Linked DNA regions of Mus musculus: region 2 is linked to region 1. Evidence: chromatin contacts called from public promoter capture Hi-C data. All regions are on one chromosome and are shown on one strand. The core of a region is the stretch at or near the end of the contact, and the rest is flanking DNA. Distances in the headings are between cores, read along the strand shown.

Region 1 (4,292 bases), core at 494-2,993:
AGCTGTCCGAGTCCAAATCGCTTTTACCTTCCTCTTCCCTCTTCTCCGGCGAGGCTTTTGAGGACGTCTTGTTCCACTTCTCGGCGTTTTCTGACTCCTCCGAGGAGGATCGCTTCTGTCGTCTCCACTTGGCTCGGCGGTTCTTAAACCAGACCTGTTGCGCAACCAAACAGTGGTGACCTAAAGGCTGCTGCCCACCGACACCAGGGCACCGGGTGGCCCCGCGTGGCCAGGGGACAGCCTGACCGTGGAACCTTAGCCTGGCAGGGAGAAATCCGCAGGCAATCGCTGTGCTCAAGACCAACAAAAGGAGAAGCACCCTCCACGCTTCCTCTTTTCCTTCTTGGGCCTAAAGTACCCTCGGGCAGCCTCCAGGCCACAGCCTCTGGGATGCTCTTAGAGTGGCCACATCCCAAAGGAGGACCCGGCAAAAGCCGCGTGCAGGGAAGGACCGCTAGACGCCCCCACCCCAGCCCACCCCCGCTGGGGCTCTTGCCTACCTCCACCTTCTCCTCCCGAAGGTGCACCTTCCTGGCCAGCTGCTCCCGAGTGCCCACGTCTGGGTACTTCGTCTCCTGGAAGAGGTTCTCCAGGGCTTCGAGCTGCTCATCGGTGAAGATGGTGCGGTGCCGCCGCTTCCGCCGACAGTGCAGCTGGTTGAGCAGCTGCAGCTCAGTGCGCGACAGCGTGCCCACGTTCATGTAGGGCAGCATCTGGTGCGGCACCGGAGACACCAGTACAGAACCGGGGCCCTCGTAGCCTGCGACAGAGAGAGGGACGGGAGTCAGTCATCCTCCCTCGGCACCGTAAGCCAACCCGCTCGCTGCCCTCGCTCACTTAAAAATAAAAAAAGTCTGCAAGGGGCGCTATGTCTTTGGGGGGCACCGAGACCAGGGATGCCCAGACGTGGAAGGAGCGTCTGCCTGCACACATCCAAAAGCCAGTTCAGGCACTTTAGAATCTCCCCGCGTCCTCACTTCATTCCCGCGCGCGCGTGGAGTCGCCCCGAGACTCCCGGTGACTCGGCTTTTTAAACTCTAACCTAAAGTTTACAGTAGACGTATGCAAAGTCCCCGTACCCGGTGACCCAAAAATATATTAATTAATTAAAAGTAAAAGATAAATAAATAAATGGGAGAACGGGGAAGGCTTGCAAAGGGAGAAAGTTGGTGCCAGGTGAGTAAAGCAAGCAAACCGCGCGTCCATGCCCCGGCAGCCACCGACTGCCGCAGTGGCGAAGGCCGGCTCGCGAGCGATCGCGACCCTACCTGGGGGCGTCGGGACGCAGGAGCACTGCTGGGCGCCCAGCGGCGGCACAGCCCCGCAGCAAGCCGGGCCCACGGGCGCCGCCTGCACGTGCAGCTGCCCGTAGAAGTAGCTGTTGTAGCCCAGGCGGGAGCTGCCGACCGCGGCCGGGAGGCCCGCGCCTCCGGGGGCCACAGGGCGCGGGTAGAAGGCGCCGTAGTCCGAGGAGGTGCCGCCGCCGGCGCCGTAGAGCGAGTCCCCGTGTAGAGCCGGGAAGACCACCGGAGCCGCGGCGCTGGGCGCCACCGGGAGCACCGCGTCTTTGCAGCGCGGCCGGGCGGCCAGGATGTTGTCGATGCTGAACATGCTGGCGGGCATCCCCGAGCCCCGCGTCGGGACCGGGGGGCGGCGGGGACGCGCCGAAGAAGAAGAAGTCTCCAAGTGGTGTTGTTTGGGGTGGGGGTTGGGAATTGTCCCACTCTCTGCTCCCGCGGGCGAGCAAACCGAAAGAGAGCGCGGGCGAGCGCGCAACTCGCGCCCCTCCCCGCCCCCTGCGTCCGAACTCCCTCCTCCCGCCCTCTCCTCCCCTCGCCGCCGCCTAGCTGAACTCAACCCGCGGGTAGGACGCAGCTCCGACCGGCTCAACCTCTTGTTGGTTTTATACTGAGTCGACGTCATCCTGGATTTAGTTCCTGGTAATATGCAGATGACAAACAGAACCAGATTTGGTCCTTTTCTTTTCCTTTGGGTGGTGTGGAATGGGGAGGTGGGGGTGGGCGGGGGGCGCTTGCAGGGGAGGGGGAGAGATGCCAAGAGGAGGGGGGCCACAGGGCCTGAAAAAGATTGTGGATTGAGAATTAATGAAATTAACCTAATCTTTTCCATTCGGCAGCCCCGGCGCGGCCCCGGCCTTGCTGGGCGGGCGGCCTAATTGCCCAGGTTAATCTTATTAATACTATTGTCCTGCCGCCGTTAACAACTCCGCCGCCGACCTCTCCGCCCCGACCCTTTTCTCTCTATTATGGGGTGCGATTTCCTATGGTTGTAGCTCAAATTCATTGTGGCTAATTTTACTTTAGGACTACTTTTTACTCTCTTTCGGAATCTGTTTGCTTTTAAGAAATGAGGGTGGCTGTGTCCTCCCTCAACTAAGACTGAAAGTGCCCCCCCCCCGCAGCCAACCCCCTACCCCGTGAACTCACTGCCTAATTTCACTTCTCCACCCCCCCCTCCGTCTCTTTCCCAAAATCTTTTGTTTTTGCGAAAGCCAAATTTTCTCAGAGCAAAAACCATGAAAGTAGAAACGCGTCCGCCTTCGTACAAGTTGTCTTTTTTCTTCTTCTTCTTCTTAAAGCGGTCACTCTGGGTCTGAAAACTACCCTGACTCTCCCTAGCTCCTAACACACCAGTGAAGAGCAAATTCAGCCAGTCTTTAAAATTCACCACCCAGAGGAGCGCTCTGAAGCGATGCTTCCAGAGGCTTCCCGCGTGGGTGCCGATAGGTTCTGTGTATTTTTGATTATTAGTCTGGGAGAAGGGGTGCCTTCCCCCCCCCCAAAAAAAATTTTTTTGGCTTTAATTCTCGTGGGATCTACCGGGACTGCCTGTCTCCTTTCTCAACATATTGAGTGGCGTCCCTCTCTCAATCAGCGAGCTCTCCGAAAGGCCTCTAGCTGTCCTTCCAGGCCCGCGCTGGCCTCCGGGGGACCCCAGCGGCCTGGACAAAAGTCGGGCCACTGCGGGCGGCCGTGATGATTTGCGGGATTCTCCGTGAGGCACGGCCGAACCGCGGGAGGCGCAGCCAGCCTAGATCTGCGCGCTGGCGGCTGGGCGACCTGCGGGAAGGTAGGCGACCCTCTGGGCAGAACGAAAACAGAGGCCCAAAGTCGTGCGTCCCGGTGCCAGCCCGGGAATTGCACCGCCATCGCGCAGGCCACTCTCCAGCTACTCCAGGAGAGACCTGGGTAGAGGACTTCCATACCATTTGTGGAGATTCCTCTCTCACTGATAAGTCTGAGATAACTTCAACGCTGTCTAAAGCCGTACAATAAATGCTAAGTCCTCCCTGGCACTGGAGGAGATCCTGGGACCTCTCCTTATTGCTCTTCCTGGGTTAGAGAATCATTGCGGTAAGTTTGGTCCCGCCTGGGCGCAGAACTAGGCAGTGCGTGGGAGCAGCCACCCGGAACTTAGGAAAGCGTGTACCTCCGTGCCCTCCAGCCCACCCACGCATGGCCTAGGACACTTGATTTGCTTACGTTGCAAATTGGGGGTGGTGGTAAGGATTGGATAGAGACCGGCTTCAGTTGGGGAGGTGACAGTTTCTTGTTTTTGTTTTAAGAGAAACAAAGTCTTCTCGGGAACGCTTCAGAAAGGCCAAGCCCACCTAGAGAAGTGACCTTTTTCCATTACAATGACTTTACTGTCACCAGGTTCCAGGACACACCTGCTGCCCTCCAACATTTTCCCACGTTCGGTTCTAAAGGGAGATAAATTGATTGACAAGAACTGGAGGCTGCAGTGACTTCGCTGTGTTCGTTTGTGTTGGTGGTTGTGAGTGGATAAGGCGCATGCAGGGGCAGGTCTCTTATATGACCTTTACAGGGGTACAGGCAGAAACAGGAGAGCCTGGGGTAGATTCCTGAACCCCTGAAACTTCTGAAAGGGGACTCAGATCCAGACCCGACAGGTACTCAGCCTCAGATTTGAAAGAGCAGTGGAATTTTGAAAAGAATAAAACAAACCCACGCCCACCCATTCATGTCTCTTTCAGCTTGGTACTTAGTGATCAGTTTTAACAAGTCCGGGATTTCGCTGCAGGGCTCGATTTCCCGAAGCCCTGTAGCTATATCAGTGACCCTAGAAGGAAGAGGCTGTTCACCTGTAGTCAAGGGTGCCAGGGTTCAAGACCTAACATTGCCACCTGGCAAACTACCCCTCCTTTGGAGGCCTCAGGATTTTAAATAATCTAACCAAATCCGAGATTAATTGAATCCCTTAAAACCTTAGTATTTAATGAGTTTTTTTCTTTTCTTTTCACTGGGACA
Region 2 (4,709 bases), core at 912-3,411, 390 kb after region 1:
ATCAAATTGATCAAAAAGGGCCACATCAAGAGAACACGTTGAACTGCACCATTCAACTGTAACGGGGTCCAGAGACAAATTGAACCTACATGAACTAAAAACAAAGATGAGGATAAGGATCAGGCTCAGAATAAAGGTTGCCTTGGTGATGGGCGGGTGAGGTTACTGACTGGGAAGGAAGGTGAGGGATCTGGGAATCTTTATGTAGGTAGCAATTACCTGAGGTGTACCCACAACTAAAAGCATGCTAAGCTTACGCTTAAAATCAGTCTATGTCATACATGTAATACATATGTAATACATATGACATTTGAGATACATGATTTGAAGTTGGCCTCTTACTAACAGAATCCATTGCTGTTCAAATTATAACTGATATTTTGCCTGAAAGTGTGGTCACCTCAAAGCGAGGAGCTGAGACACCCCTCTAGCCCTTCAAGAACTGTCGCAAATCATGCTGTGTAGTCCCATCTCTCTGCCTCACTTCGCCGCCTGTTCCTTTACAATAATTGAGCTCTACCAAGGGACCTGATCCTACAAGAATAATTGTCTGTGGCAGATAGTATGTGCTCATTAAAATGCCTAGTGATTGCCTAAGGTACATGAGACACACCAGATCTGACAGCCCCAACCAGATACCATCTCAGCAATGGTATGCTGCCCACCCCAAACCAAACCCAAGCTCTCTCCATCACTGCAGCTCTGAGCCTCCTCCTTTGACACAAATCACAGTAGCTGTACAGTAGCAGAATCCAGAGCTGCCAGTGCAGTGCCCACTCCCTGAGCCGCCCGCTGGCTCCTTTTCAGGTCACCTCTGCAGACCTGCACTGTCCTTGCCAAACCTCAGTTGGAGAGGGCCACGTGAGCTCCCAGAAAACATTCTCTCAGGTGTAATGTTTAATCTAGACTCTTCCCCCCCACCCCCCGCAGGGGCTCCCTGCCCTGCTGGCAAAAGGGACACCCACAATCCTCCTGCCCCACCTCTGTCCAGACCTTCCAGTTGGATCCTGGCGAATTCAACCTTGGACTCTTCTTCAGCCCCGAGTCAGTAGGGGAAGTGGCTTAACCCAGCCTCACCTGTGCATGGGGCCAGGTGGGTGAGGAGGCCGGAAGTGGATTTATGTCCAATTCTGCAAAGCTCCCATAGGAGAGAGGGGGCTCGAAACACACTCCACCCACAGGGCTTGAGAGCAATGCCTTTTGCGAGTGGGAGGGGTGGGTCTCTTTTCCTTAAGAGCGCTCTCTCTCTCTCTCTCTCTCTCTCTCTCTCTCTCTCTCTCTCTCTCTGTGTGTGTGTGTGTGTGTGTGTGTGTGTGTGTGTGTTTGCTAAGTTTCCACACCCAATACTTTCTTTTGGAAGATACTTCATAGTCATAGGTGGCAGAACCACAGAGCCCAAGTCTGACACACGGGCCACCAGGAGTTTCTCTTTCATCTTGTCAACCGCCTCAGGCAAGGGGGTTTAGTTCCAGCCCCTCCCTAGTCTGTGGGGCTGGGTAGAGAAGGTCTTCTGAACCTCACTCAGTTCACTGGAGTCCTCAGCGTGCCCCCATCATCCAGAGCCTCTCGGGACTGACGCTGTGCCCCACTCCAGGTCCCCAGCCCCATAGCTACTTCGGAAGAGCTTTAAGTCTGGCTTGTGCGCACACAGCACACAGTGGCACTTTCTCCTGGCCCTGACCCGGGCCACCGCCCCCCAAGACTCCACGTACAAACTTCTCTAAACTACCGGAGGCGGTAGGAGGGGGGTGATGGTCCCCTGCTGGGAATGGGGTGCACACACGCGCGTGCCCACACGCACACGCGTGCACACACACGCCCACGCACCGCCCCACCCCCTGAGCTCTGCAAACCCGGCGCAGGCCAGCCACACCGGCTCCGGGGCGCACGGGGGGAACCAGCCGGGCCCACGCTTGGTGGATACGGGCCCTCCGGGGAGGCCGGGGCCGCGGTACCTTGCAGGTTTTGCACACGGATGTCGCTGATCTGCCCGATGAGCTCCTCGCGCTGGAACCAGTCCCACTCCTGAGCAGCCATGGAGCGCGCGCGGCGGGCCGGGGCGGCGGGCGGCGGGCGGCGGGCAGCGGGCAGCGAGAGGTGGGCGGCTAGCGCGGGGCTGGTGGGCGGGCGAAGGGCCGGCCCCGCCGCGGGCGGACGGGCTGGCGGGCGGGCGCGGGCGGCGGAGCGGGGCGCCCGGCGCGCGCTCACTGCCCGGCGGGGGCGGGGGCCCCGGGCGGGAGGGAAGAGGGCGGGGCGGGGCGGGAGGAGCCGGCCTCAGGACAGTCCTTTTTTTTTTTTTTTCCTTTTTTTTCCTCCCCCACCCGCAGGGTGGGTGTTGGTTGGATTGTTTGGTCGCAAACGCACAATGATGAGGCACAGGGGGGTCGCAGCCCATAGATTGTGATGTCTTGAGGGGGTGGGCCTGGTGACGCAAGCCAGGGTGCCCCTAGCGCTGGTCCAGGATGTCTGCCCCTTCCCTATCCTGTCCCTTCTAGTCGCAGTAGGAACTCCTCCTATGCCTGGATCATCTCCCTGCTAAAGGCAGCTAAACCCTGTCCATCTCTGATCCCAGGACCATGGAAAGTGAGTGATGGGCTAAGTGATGTGGAGATGGAGTTTCCTATAGAGCAGGAGTTGGGGGCAGCGGGAGTGGGAGGGGGGATCCTTTCTTGGTTTAAGAGTAAAGGCCACTTCCGGTTCTCTCCAGCTGTTGGGAGAAACAGCTCTCCTCCCAGAAATGGGTTCCTTTGGGGTCTTGGCCACAAGAAATCTGGTGCTTTATCGAAACCCCAAGGACAGGCTGGGCAATGGCTCAGGTGGTTCCCTGCTTGCCTCGCACGCAGGAAGCCTTGGGTTTGATCCCATGCGCAACATAAACGGGGTCTTTGCATAATCTGTGGTCCTAGCACTCTGGAGATGGAGACAGCAGGAGAAGTTCAAGGTCATTCACAGCCACCTGGATGAGTTTAAGGTCATCCTGGGATACCTGAGACAGAACAGGCCTTTGTGGTTCCCACTCTGGGCCCCTGTGTCTTTTAACCTGAGAATTCTGGAGCTTATCTTGTTTGGGGCTCCACAGGGCCTGTGTACTTGCAGCCAACTCCTTTATCGGTTAGCCAACAGAAAATCTGGGAGTTTGTCTAAAGTGAGGAATGACTTAGGGGTACACAAGTCCCAGTGTCTTGCTCTCTGTTCAGATCCTACCTACAAGAAAACCAAGTATGCCATTGGTAGGATGAATGCCCAGAGGGAGAAAGTGCGCAGAGCTCTCTGAGTATGGAGACTCACCGAGGCCTGCTGACCATTGCCATGTCTGTGGAAAGCCCAGCAATGAGCAAGCAAAGATGAAGGCCACAGACATGTCTCCTGGGAGAAGCGGGCCCTGGGGGGGGGGGGGGCAATGAGAAGACCCTTAAGTCATTTGTGTTTAACCCAATAACCAGCTGAGATGACAATCCCAGATCAAAGTGATCTTCAGAAAGGGGGACATTGTCAGCTGAGGGCAAGGAGCCAGGGTGGAGGTAACATCAGCAAGGGTCCCATAAAGCCTGACCCTGAAGCTGAGACTAAAGGAAGGGAGAGGCCCACCTCCCCAACCCCCCAGAATCCAACCCCCAGGACCAGGCATCCACCCAGCAGAGTAGATCATGATCTCAGTGCAGATCATGGGTGTCTGAGGCTCTCACTAGACCACTCTGTCCCTGCCTGGATTCAAGGTTACGCTATAGAGCCAGGTCCAGTTAACATGCATGGTCTCACCTCTCCTCCACAAGGCATCCCACTTGAATTCGATTTCTATCTTTGCTGTGGGTTGAAAATCATTTCCTTCACAAAGCCAAGTGCTAAGAAAGTCAGCTTCGTTGTCTCCATTGTGAGATGGCCAATAGAGAACTTGACTCAAAACAGTATGTGGTTGAAAAATGATCAGAAAGGACGGGCTATCTGTGATGCCTATTCTTGGGAATGACGGGGAAGGAGGCCTGAGTCACTGCTGATTAAACACCAACTGTAAACCTGATGTTTCTTTGAATCAAAATGGAAGGAATTTTAGGTGGTTTTCCAAATGGCCTGGGAGCCAGAACTCACTGTGAAGCTGAGCCCTAACAGCACCTGGATTGTCACTGAATGAATAGGATCTCCTACAGGACCTCTAAGGGCGTTGGGAGCACACCTGGTCTCTCTCATTGGTCCTTGGGCTTATACCCTCACCTGTCAATTATAGTACTCCACTTCGATCTATCGCTACAAGTTGCTGCAGGTCCTGGCTATCACCAGGGCTTGTGGTCTGGTGCGCTCTGTCCCTCTTGGATTCATGTTTGGAAGCCTGCCCAGCCAGCATGGTGATTTCAAGAGGCTATGAGACCCTAAGAGGTGTGGCCTCCTGAGGGGTCTTAGGTCTCAGAAGGAATTAAAGTTGTTGTCGTGGGACCCCAGCTGTTGTCACAAGACCAAGTTACCACAGAACAAGTAAGCTGGGGTATCAGAGGGTTGTAGTAGCACTTACCTGCTATGCACAAGGTCCTAGATTCCAAACCCAGCACCACCAAGGGTGATCCCTCCAGCTCCCTTGCTTCCTGGTTTGTGGGCAGTCTCTCCCTGTCACTCAATCCCACCATGATGTCACCACTGCAGTGAGAGATTGCCAGGAGCCTCATCGTGACCGTGGCTATGCCACATGCACTTTAAGCCCTTTCAAAATGGAACAAAAC

What was found. Promoter capture Hi-C pulls out the DNA fragments that hold promoters and counts their contacts.
Region 2: a contact with region 1 is called in a promoter capture Hi-C map of embryonic stem cells. The contact joins the promoter of Clmn here to the promoter of Gsc in region 1. A contact is called at or near these places in 17 of 39 promoter capture datasets (the 3T3-L1 cell line, the C10 cell line, cranial neural crest and 8 more), 5 of 115 datasets of contacts at active chromatin or transcription factors (craniofacial prominence, embryonic basal ganglia, embryonic forebrain and 2 more) and 2 of 9 other capture datasets (adipose tissue and liver).

Annotation. Positions count from the first base shown.
Region 1 is chr12:104,471,493-104,475,784 of GRCm38.p6, forward strand. It overlaps Gsc (goosecoid homeobox), which reads right to left and starts at 1,744. Exons shown (of 3, transcript NM_010351.1): 1 at 1,269-1,744; 2 at 501-760; 3 at 1-154. The coding sequence starts at 1,623. Gm10000 (a long non-coding RNA gene) reads left to right here and starts at 2,038. Exons shown (of 6, transcript XR_381874.2): 1 at 2,038-3,090.
Region 2 is chr12:104,862,915-104,867,623 of GRCm38.p6, forward strand. It overlaps Clmn (calmin), which reads right to left and starts at 2,162. Exons shown (of 14, transcript NM_053155.2): 1 at 1,956-2,162. The coding sequence starts at 2,037.